Regions from separate parts of the Sus scrofa genome. Here regions 2 and 3 are each linked to region 1. Evidence: chromatin contacts called from public promoter capture Hi-C data. All regions are on one chromosome and are shown on one strand. The core of a region is the stretch at or near the end of the contact, and the rest is flanking DNA. Distances in the headings are between cores, read along the strand shown. Region 1 overlaps ZNF438 (zinc finger protein 438). Region 2 holds the start of ZEB1 (zinc finger E-box-binding homeobox 1). Region 3 overlaps ZNF438 (zinc finger protein 438).

Region 1 (3,607 bases), core at 491-2,990:
TAAGGCCACACCCATCTGCAGCATATGGAAATTTCCAGGCTAGGGGTCACATAGGAACTGCAGCTGCTGGCCTACGCGCCATAGCCACAGCAACACAGGATCCACACCATGTCTGCAACCTACGCCATAGCTCACAGCAACACTGGATCCTTAACCCACTGAGCAAGGCCAGGGATCAAACCCATATGTTCATAGAGACTAACCCAATGAGCCACAATGGAAACTCCCAGTTTTAAATTATATAAATAAAAAAAAATTTTTTAAAAAGACAAAAAGGAGTTCCCGTCATGGCACAGTGGAAACGAATCCAACTAGGAACCATGAGGTTGTGGGTTTGGTCCCTGCCTCCCTCAGTGGGTTAAGGATCCGGCTTTGCCGTGAGCTATGGTATAAGTCACAGACTGTGTTGCTGTGGCTCTGGCGTAGGCCAGCAGCTACAGCTCCCATTTGACCCGTAGCCTGGGAACCTCCATATGCCACAGGTGTAGCCCCAAAAAGACAAAAAAGTAAAAAATAAAAAAAATAAATTATATAATTAAAAATTTTCAAAGGAACTTGGATAAAAGGAATTTGATGCTGTATTTCATCTGGTCAGCATTAGGAAGAGTGGCTTCTGTTGTCTTTTAATAGGAGAGCTCACCATCACTCGCTCTCTGCTGGGACCTACCTGACTAATAACCATCAACTTGCCCTCCCAGAGCCTGGGTTTAAAACTGACAAAGCCTGAGCCATCAGCAGGCCACTTAAGATATAATTCTACTTTATATCATATCTAATGTTCTTAAGCTAACTGGAATCGTGGCTTAAAAAACAATAATAATAATTACTCCCACTCCATTACATTTACACTTGATACAATAGCAGATTTAAAATTTTGTGAACTGGGAGTTCACAAGAGGGCGTTCACCTTTTAGGAGTTCCCTTTGTGGCTCAGTGGAAACCCAACTAGGATCCATGAGGACGCGGGTCCAATCCCTGGCCTCACTCAGTGGGTTAAGGATCCAGCATTGCCGTGAGCTGTGCTGGAGGTTGCAGAAGTAGCTGGGATCCCGTGTTGCTCTGGCTGTGGTGTAGGCCGGCAGCTGTAGCTCCAATTCAACCCCTAGCTTGGGAACCTCCATATGCCATGGGTGCAGCCCTAAAATAAAAATAAAAAATTTGTGAACTGCAAAATGACATGGCACATCTCCACATTTATACTTGTGGAGGGCTCCTGTTTGGAGTTCTGGTCGCCTTGGTAATTCAGATCAATTCTCCCACCAAAAGCTAAAAAGGCTAAACAAAATATAAGTTTACATATTGGAAGGAAAAAACTCTGTAAATAATTATAAAAACTACGATGGTGCAAATTTATATAATCTTTCAATGGTTCAAATGTGAAATGCTATTAGGAAGTAGTAAAGTTGTGATAAATGTGTGGAGGTTACTGCATGCCCCGAAAGAGATCTACGGAAAAAAGACAGCTATTTTTGTGTATATTCTTCAAGTTTCTATGTTCCACCTTGTTCCACCTCTAAGAGATGTTAAGAGATATAATTCATAGTTCCATCTATGACAAATATCACCAGATCCTTTTTCTGCGACCAAACCACATAGCTCATTGTTAAAAGGATGATCGGAAGAGAAACTCAAACATATTCCAATGTGTGGAACTTTGGCAAGAGATACTTAAACTGGTGGAAACCTGCCGAAATACTTCACACGAGCCCTCCGTCACCCTCTATGATGCAATCTGCAACCTTTCCAGCCAACTCCCTTATTTCACTAGCCAGCCCTTGTCAACACTGAGGTAATAGAGCTGGAAAAACTCATCACTCCACTGGGATATTCAAATATCAAATTTTACTTCATTTGGTGAAAATTATACGGTTGCCAAAGAAAACTAATGCAAAGAGGGGAAACTATGAAAGGTTTGGAGCCATTCTTTTGTTGCAAAGAGCTCTTGGGAGGCCTCAAATCCATCTGCCACTGCTTAGGCATTCTTTTGTTGCTCTGACCCCTTCCTGCCCCACCCCTCAAGCATATGGGGCAGCGAGAAGGCTGGGGTGAACTCACCAGCCCAGGCTTCTGTGTTCAGCCAGCCCTAGTCTTATTCCCAAAGGTCCTCCTTCAGACTCTGCTCCTCCAGAAGGAGAGCTGTGTTCTACTGATGGCTGGACCTCCAAACCTAACCCCGTGTCCTGCAAAGAAAGTCTGACATCTACTCCACGGCAGGCACCGGATTAGGGATGAGAAATAGAGACATAATAAAGACACAGAAGGAAGTTCCCATTGTGGCACAGCAGAAACGAATCCGACTCGTATCCACGAGGATGTGGGTTCAACCCCTGGCCTCACTCAGTGGGTCAGGGATCCAGCATTGCCATGAGCTATGGTGTGCGCTGCAGATGTGGCTCGGATTCCGCGTTGCTGTGGCTATGGTGCACGCCAGCAGCCGTAACTCTGATTCAATCCCTAGCCTGGGAACTTTTATATGCCGCAGGTGCAGCCCTTAAAAAAAAAATCTAAAAAAATAAAAAATGAGAGAGATACAGACCTCACTCTCTGGACCCTCAAGGAAGGAAAATGATTTGGATACAGTTGCCTCAGCAGAATGGAGGAATGAAAAGCCAGTGAGCACAGCCCCATGGCCCGTGTTCTTTTCTCCCTAGACAATCAAGGCTTAGATGAGGAAGGAGAGAGCAGGCTTTCTCTTCAGAAATGTAAACGTGCGTCTTCAGCCCTGACCTTCCCAGAGTTCCACATTCACACCTTCAACCACCCATTCAATGCGTCCACTTGGAAGGAGTTCCAGGGATGAGTTGTGATGACTCTGAAGCCAGACTGCTTGGGGAGGAAGCCCAGCTCCATCACTACCCAGTTGGGTGGCTGACTGTAGGCAGGTCACTTTTAACCTCTCCATGCTTGTCTTTTCATGTGTAAAGCAGGGCTCTAGTGGTTCCTTGCACACACAACTGCTATGAGAATTAAATGAATTGATAAGGGTAAAAGTGCCTAAAACCCTGCCAAGTACACAATTCATGCTCTCACAGTGCTTATTGCTATGACTAGGACTGGTACTGCTGTTTCTAATCAGGCACCTAAAGCTGGTCCAAAACAGAATTCAGTGAGTTCCCGTCATGGCTCAGCAGTAAGGAACCCAACTAGTATCCATGAGGATGTAGGTTCGATCCCTGGCCTTGTTCAGTGGATTAAGGATTCAGCATTGCCATGAGCTGTGGTATGGGTCGAAGATGTGGCTCAGATCCTGCATTGCTGTGGTGTATGCCAGCAGCTACAGCTCCTATTCGACACCTAGCCTGGAAACTTCCATGTGCTGTGGGTGCAGCCCTAAAAAGAAAAAAAAATAAAATAAAATTCACGGTTTTCTTCCCAAACCCCTTTCTTCCTTCTCAGTAAAGAGCACCACTGTCCAGTTGTTTCAGCCCGGAACTCAAGAAGTCACCCTTCTTCCTCTTTCTCACACCCCAACTACAAAGCCCACACCAGTGGTTCGAGCTTCAAAAGTCTACCAGGGGGAGAGTGCCCGCTGTGGTGCAACGGGATTGGTGGTGTTTTTGCAGCACCAGGGCACAGGTTCCATCCTGGACCTGCACAGTGCGTTAAA
Region 2 (3,607 bases), core at 432-2,931, 240 kb after region 1:
TGCTGCAGGTGAGGCCAAAAAAGAAAAAAAAAAAAAAAGATGATTCTGGTTTTGGCATTGGAGAATAGATATACAGACATAACGTATAGCAAAGAATATTTACAGTCACATCTCATGCAGCAATAATTAATGCATTCACGTCTCAAAATGCCAAAGCAAACGTGAGAGAAAATGTTCATCTATATTCAGGATTAAACTTTCTAATTTTAAATCACCAGACTTCAGCTATAAATTTATTTCAGTTGAAAGGTTGGAAAAGATTATTAATGAATCTTCTAAAATTGTGAAGAATGTTTAAAAGATTAACATCGTATAAAAAAAGTCCCACCATAGGTATGGCAAAAATTACAGGCATACATTTATTGAGCACCTACTATGTGACAGCACTATGCTGGGTGATGTACTGTTATTTCTAATACTCTGTATGCTACGTTTCACTTTCCACAATTTCCCTACCAACTTCTACAGTACAATTTGAAATACAGCTCAAGTCATTCATTCCAGAGACGGTCTCAAAGACATTTCCTCATTTGAAGGTGGGGAGGAGTGGAAAGCCAAGTCCTGCTCGATACTGAAAACTTGATTTTCTCGGTACTTGATGGTGTTATCTACGTTTCAGAAATCCCTTAAACTTGCCCCAAGTCAGAGACCTGACTTGATAAGACCGCAATCAATCCATCGGTCTCCAAGACAACGTCTCCCAGTCTGTTTCTTGCTGCAAGGTCTTCTACAGCGACAGTTGCCTATCCAGGTAGTAAGTCGTGGCCTGTTTATACCTTAACTCTACGTTTAGACGCCTCCGATCCGGCCCTTCTACTCATGGAGGTGGGGGCGGAGAGAGGAGGACTGGGGCCGGCTGGCGGCAGGGTGGGGGAAGCCGAGGTGACAGCAGGTGAGCGCGCCCAGCGAGGAGGAGGAAGTGAGACAGGCCGGCGTGGGGATTACTCATTCCGCTTTACCGCCGAGGTGACTCGCAAGCGGAACTTCTCGCCCCTCTTTCGGTCCAGCTGAACTTCTATTTAATTGAAGTCACTTCCCATCCCAGTTAGCGCAGGGAAAAACCGTGCATCGGAGGAGGAGGGGGGGACCAGAAGTCCGGGGCTCAGGTAGCCTCTCCCGGGGGGTAGCCTCTCGCTGCTCCGCGAACCTGCCTCCTTCTGATTCCGGAGAATCCCTGGGCGGCCCCGGGGTACGTGAGCCCCACCGGAGGAAGAGGGAGGACAGGTCACTGCGGCCATTCCGAAGGGCAGTCCCCAGGGCGCAGGATCCCGAGAATCAGCCAGAACCAAACATGCCCCTGGCGGCCGCGGCGGGTGTGGCCAGTCCAGAGCCTCCTCCTTTACCTTTCTCCCTCCGACGGCCAGTCGCCCTTCGTACCACGTCCGTATCGCTTCCCAGCGCCCCCGCCCCCCGCCCGCGACACCTGGGGGAACTTTTCTCTTGCCACTCGGTTCAAACTCAGCTGCTCCTCCAGCTGCCGCAAACCGTCCACTCCCTAGCAACAAGGTTCCGGCCGTAGAGCGAGCGGCTCTAGGTGTAAGGAAGGTGATGTCGTAAAGCCGCGAGTGTCGTAAACCAGGTGCGGTGGGGAGGGGGGAGGGGTGGAGGCGGAGGGGTTGGGGGGGAAGGGGGAGGGAGGGGGAGGTGGTGACTCGAGCATTTAGACACAAGCGAGAGGATCATGGCGGATGGCCCCAGGTGTAAGCGCAGAAAGCAGGCGAACCCGCGGCGCAATAACGGTGAGTGGCGGAGGGGACCGGGGAGCAGCGGAGTCAGGGGGAGCCGGGCGGCCGGGGCGCCCCCGGGGGCGAGGGGGGCGAGCCGGGCTGGGGGTGGCCGGGCAGGGACGGGCCAAGTGGAGTGGGAAAGTAGAAAGTAGTGCTCTCTGCCCCCCTCCGCGGCCGCCGCCGCCGGAGCCGCGCCGCGGCCGCTCGCTCTCCCTGAACCGTTATGTCTCTTACCTGGTCTCTCCGCCTAGCGGCTCCTGCCGCCCCTGCCGCCTCCCTGGACCGTTAGCCGCCGCCGCTGCCGCATCTCCGGCGCAGGGCGGGCGGCCGGGACGCGGCCGCCACTTTTCTGGGCTCGGGGGGAGCGGCTGTTGCTTCTTTTCACACTTTTCCCCACTCCTGTGCCCCTCGGCGCCGCCGGCGTTGCGTCCCCGCGGCGCCGAGGCCCCGGGAACCAAGGAACTAACTTGTGCCGGCGCTGCCCGGGCGGAGTGGCTTCCGCGGCCCCGGCTGGCGCGGTCGCTCGGGCCCCACGGCTCGGCCGGGCGGGCAGGCGGGCGGCGGCGGGACGCGGCGGCCGCGGGCTGCGTGTCGCCCGTGCGCGCGTGTGCGCGGGCGGCGCGGAGCGCGCAGCGGGCGGACCCGGCAGGGCCGGCGGCGGTAAAGTTGGGACGGGCCGGCGAGGCGCGCTCGGCGCGGGACAGGGTTTCGCGGCGCGGAGTCGCGGGTCCCTAAGCGCCCCTCCTCCCGGGGCGCCCCCCGCCGCCGCCGCGCCCCAAGTGGGTCCGCGTACCGCTGGGCGCCGGCGGGGGCGCGGGCGGGCCCCGAGCAGCGGCCGTGGGAGCCGCGGGGGGCAGCGGGTTGGCAGAGTTGTTACCTGGTCCCAGGGACCGGGAAGCACCACAGACAGATCCCCTCCCGGGAGGACGCCACCTCCGTGCCGGGACGGGGTGCAGTGCGTGTGTCTCCGGGGTTCTCTTTCGGTTTGGGGGAAGTTGTTACCTGGCCCGGACGCGCGGAGCGCTGAAGCCGGATAATGGAGCTCAGAGGGCTCTGGGTCTCGGGTGGAAGGAGGGTGGGGGAGGGGGCGGACGGACTGACGGACGCGGGGCGCTGCTGCCCGCGCTGCAGCCGCAGTGTTTATTGATTAGTGCTGATGTGCCCGGACGCACTCCCCTCTGCCTGGCGTGAGAGTTTAAATAATATTATTATTATTAATAATAGCGAAAGAGAGCGAGACCCGAACATGTGGCGGTGGTGGTTGCACAGTCGCCTTTTCCAGTTTGGGGAGACGGTGTAAGTTGGTTGCCTATCTGCTTATCTCGAGGCGATGCTGTGCCCGCTGGCTCCGCAGCGAAATGTCTGCTGCTTGTTATTGTCTGGACAGTTCCTGTAGCGAGAGGGCCGCGACTTGTGCGCCGCCCGGTACCTGTTTGGAGAATAATGGGCGGCAACGGCCCTGCCGCCGGCTGCGGCCCGAGTCTATATAAGGAATTGGACGGACATTGCGGACTGAGGGGCTCCTTTGGACTCCTACGTTATTTTTAAAAGGAGTTTTTGCCAGTAGGAAAATAAAGGCGCCTGTAAGGGGCTAGCGGGGTCCTCCAGAAAATGAGGAAATACGGGTTTAAGTCAAAACTCTCTGGCGCTCGCCCCACCCCCATGCCCGGGCTCCCTTTCTCCCTCCCCTCCGGGATGCGAAACGCGAGGTTTTGTAACCTTTGCTGGCAATTTTAGATTTTGTGTGGGATTTCCTGTCTAGGAGCAGATAGGAAGGTTTAAAGCTGTTTCAAAGATGTTTCCTTCCGATCGTAAACGTATTTTGAATATATCCGAGCCGACATTAAAATCACTGCTTTCATGAAGGATTTTAGTTAGGC
Region 3 (3,607 bases), core at 432-2,931, 160 kb before region 1:
AAGCACACCTGATTCGCAGGATGCTGGGTAGAGTACAAAGAAGAATCTTGCTTTACTAAGAGGGAATAATCAGCCCTACATCAAGCATTTCTCTGGTTTCACAAAACACACCCTAAAAGACCTAAAAGGCTCAAACTGTTTCCAAGTGTCTTAGCTGTGTTTTTAGAACAAAGCTCAAGAATATTTATAGAAAGACAAAAATATCCATCGCCCAACAAAGTAAAATTCAGGCTGTTTGACATCTAATAAAGAATTGAGCAAGTAATACAAAGAGGCAGGAAAATATGAGCCATAGTGTAGAAAATAGTAAGAACCGACCCTGAACTGACGACGATGTTAGAATTAGCAGCCAAGGTCTATTATGTATGTAGCTGTATTTTATATGTTCAAAAAGTTAAGTATAGACAAGAAAGATAAAAAAAGGCCCACATAAAAATTTCCAGATATAAACTATAATATAGAAGATAAAGATTACAATGCATAGGATTGTAAGCACATTAGACATGTCAAAAAAAGGTGGAGTGGCTATATCAGAAAAAGCAGATTAAAAAGTGAAGACTATTACCAAACATTTATAATTTCATAATTAAAAAAGGACAACTCATTCAAAGGACATAAAAATCCTAAATATTTATGTCCCTAATAACTGAGCTCCAAAATATATAAAGCAAGAACGGACAGAACTGCAAGGAGAAATACAGAATAATTAATAATAATAAAAGCAGTGGAGAGAAAATCACTAAGGACTCTGGGGATTTGAATGACCCTATAAACCAACTTGATCTAATTGACAGTTACAGAACATTCCACCCAAAACAACAGATTCCACATTGTTTGCAAATGCACATGACATCTTTTATTAAGACACCATATTCTGGGTCATAAAAACAAGACTCAATACACTTAAGAGGGTTCAAATCATATAAGGTATGTTCTCTGACCTCAGTGGAATAAAAGAAGCCAAAATAACAGAACTATATCTGGAAACTCTCTGAACATGGGTTGACTAAATCACGCACCTATAAATAACCTATGGGTCAAAGGAGAAATCAAAAAGAAAATTAGAATGTGTTTTGAACTGAATGAAATGCAAACACAACCTACCAAAATGTGTGTGATTCCATCAAAGCAGTACAGAGGGGGAAATTTAGAGCACTGAGCATCTACATGAGAAAAGACCTATTGGAGTGGCAAGTAAGAAAGTGGCGAGTAAGGAAGCATTGGCTCTTCTCGGGCTGCCTTCCCTGTTCAGGCCCTGGCCCTGGGCTTTTGTGTGCACAGAGCAGCAGCCGCCGCTGCTCCTTGCGGGGCCGCCTGACCCCAGATGCTGTCAGGCTTGTCCGGTGTCCGCCGTTAACCTCGCCGCGCGGCGGCCGAAGAGCGGGGCCGGGCGGGGCCAGCGGGCCGGGCCGGGCCGAGCGGGCAGGAGCGCCCCCGGGGTGGGGTGGGGTGGAGGCGGGGAGTCCCGCGGGGGTGGGGGGAGGGCCAGGGCGCGGAGTCGCGGAGGTGGGGTCACTGGTGTTGGCTCCGGGTGGAGGCCGGCCGCGAGGGGAAGGAGGCCGTGGGGGCGGCTCAGCGGAAGCCGCTCGAGTTGCGGAGCCGCGGCAACTCCGGGGGCCGGGGCCAGGGCTTTCCGGGCTTTGGTAAAGCGGCCACGGGCCTCATCTTCCGGCGGTCGCCAGAGTTTGTAATGATTGTTGCTGCCGCCGCCGTCACTGCCCCGGTTGCCATCTCCTCCTCCTCTTCCTCCTGGGCCGGGCGGATCCCCTCCCCGCTACCGCCTCCTCTTGGGCTGGGTCCGTGCTGTCTCCTCCCCTGGCGGAGCCGCTCCTGCAGCCGCCTCCTCATTCATCCTCGTGCAACATAGGCGGCACAGGCGCCAGGATGTCCAACCCAAGTGGTCTGCTGGGAAGCAGTCGCACGGGGGGGGGGGGGGAGGGGGGAGGGGAAGCTGGTACACAGTCTCAGGCCGAATGCACAGCTAGAAGGTTGGCTTTCACAAGTACAGTCAACAAAAAGACCTGCTGCAGCCACTGCTGCACCCCATGCTGGATATTCCTACCGTGGGTCTCATGCTGCTCATGCTTCAAACAAGTGGATCCATCTATTTCCTGGAGCATTTTCATCCTTGGGCCTTCTCATCATGTGTCCCTTTCTCAATGTGCACTTTTCAGTGTGTGTGTGTGTGTGCATGACACCTCTGTATGATCTTGGTACTGACCAAAAGATTTACAGAGAACTATGGAAGAAAGGAATGTTTGAACGCATGTCTCTGCAGACAGATGAAGATGAACACAGTATTGAAATGCATTTGCCTTATGCAGCTAAAGCCATGGAAAGCCATGGATGAGTTTACCATTATTCCTGTGTTGGTTAGAGCTGACTGAGTCAAAAGAACAGGAATTCAGAAAACTCTTCAGTAAATATCTAGCGGATCCTAATAATCTCTTTGTGGTTTTTTTTTTCTGATTTCTGCCAGTGGGGGTCAAAGGTTCTGTTACAGTTACTATGATGAATCCTAGGGGGAGATTTATAGATCCTGTGAACATCTAGATAAAATGGGTATGAGTATTATAGAACAATTAGACCCTTTCACTTGAAGAAATACCATCATACTATAATGTGGAAGACATCCCATTTGGGTATTATTAAGTGCTATCACAGAGCTACAGAAGAATGAACATGAGCTTCTCCTTTTTGAATTATGCCCAGTCAAGCCAGTATAGAAACTGGCCAGACAGATCAGTGAGTTAAGTAGCTGGAGCAAAGCTCTGAATCCTCAGGGATGCCACCTGCACAGACTCATTCTCTGTCCAGGGCCCCAACTGAACCCTTACCAAGATACTGGTCCTGGTTCGGGGGAATTCTGAAACTCAAACTAATAGAATTTTCTTCTCTTCTTTTTTAGTAGGTATCCTTAATTTCAGCTCATTAAAACAGTGCTTTATAGTTTAGAGCAGTGGAAGGAAGGCTGGCCTCAAAATATTTTGATCAAAAAAGGCAATGTAAAGGACCAGTTGTGGCTGTCAGTTTTTTGAAAGTAACTTGTTCTCATTTGTTTGCTTGTTTTATTTTGTTTTTGTCTTTTTTAGGGCTGCACCCACAGCATATGGATGTTCCCAGGCTAGTGGTCAAGTCGGAGCTGTAGCCGCTGGCCTACGTCACAGCCACAGCAACGCCAGATCTGAGTAGAGTCTGCGGCCTATACCACAGCTCATGGCAACGCCAGAGCCTTAACCCACTGAGCGAGGCCAAGGATTGAATCTGCATCCTCATGGATACTAGTCAGATTTGCTTCTGCTGAGCCATGATGGGAACTGCTGAGAGTAACTTGTAAAGCATTTACATATCCTAAATTTGCACTCTTTGCAGATGTGTGTGCCTATACTCCTCTTTCAGAATAGTTTTGCAAATTGTACACAAACAAAAAGGGTGGAAGCTTTTTAATAAAGAAATTGTATTTATAAATGATCTGTATTAGAATATAATAAATCTCCAGTTATGGTCAATTACTACCCATGTTGTACAACAGATACCTTCTATTTTAGTTGCTAATAAAGGGCTACACAACTAAAAAAAAAAGAGAAAAGACCTGTTCTCAAGTCAA

The links. Promoter capture Hi-C pulls out the DNA fragments that hold promoters and counts their contacts.
Region 2: a contact with region 1 is called in a promoter capture Hi-C map of liver, with 4 times the contacts expected there. The contact joins the promoter of ZEB1 here to the enhancer-like site in region 1. A contact is called at or near these places in 3 of 5 promoter capture datasets (fetal liver, fetal skeletal muscle and liver), 17 of 47 Hi-C or Micro-C datasets (alveolar macrophages, blood, brain and 11 more) and 2 of 2 datasets of contacts at active chromatin or transcription factors (alveolar macrophages and skeletal muscle).
Region 3: a contact with region 1 is called in a promoter capture Hi-C map of liver, with 4 times the contacts expected there. The contact joins two enhancer-like sites. A contact is called at or near these places in 1 of 5 promoter capture datasets (liver), 9 of 47 Hi-C or Micro-C datasets (alveolar macrophages, embryonic fibroblasts, fetal heart ventricle and 4 more) and 2 of 2 datasets of contacts at active chromatin or transcription factors (alveolar macrophages and skeletal muscle).

What each region holds. Positions count from the first base shown.
Region 1 is chr10:41,767,586-41,771,192 of Sscrofa11.1, forward strand. The region is part of intron 10 of ZNF438 (zinc finger protein 438); the gene reads right to left. Among named protein-coding and RNA genes, the nearest start is that of ZEB1, 240 kb to the right of the region's middle. Within about 2 kb of position 1,741, at least 7 of the 83 cell types and tissues checked have an H3K27ac peak or open chromatin away from gene starts, as enhancers often do. A contact at or near this core is called in liver, mesenteric adipose tissue and omental adipose tissue, where this site is marked.
Region 2 is chr10:42,011,433-42,015,039 of Sscrofa11.1, forward strand. ZEB1 (zinc finger E-box-binding homeobox 1) reads left to right here and starts at 1,682. Exons shown (of 11, transcript XM_021064196.1): 1 at 1,682-1,739. The coding sequence starts at 1,682. It overlaps ZNF438 (zinc finger protein 438), which reads right to left and starts at 2,959. Exons shown (of 19, transcript XM_021064197.1): 1 at 2,730-2,959. It overlaps LOC110255584 (a long non-coding RNA gene), which reads left to right and starts at 3,048. Exons shown (of 5, transcript XR_002336134.1): 1 at 3,048-3,607.
Region 3 is chr10:41,604,985-41,608,591 of Sscrofa11.1, forward strand. The region is part of intron 15 of ZNF438 (zinc finger protein 438); the gene reads right to left. It also overlaps the pseudogene LOC100519509. Among named protein-coding and RNA genes, the nearest start is that of ZEB1, 410 kb to the right of the region's middle. Within about 2 kb of position 1,682, at least 68 of the 83 cell types and tissues checked have an H3K27ac peak or open chromatin away from gene starts, as enhancers often do. A contact at or near this core is called in liver and omental adipose tissue, where this site is marked.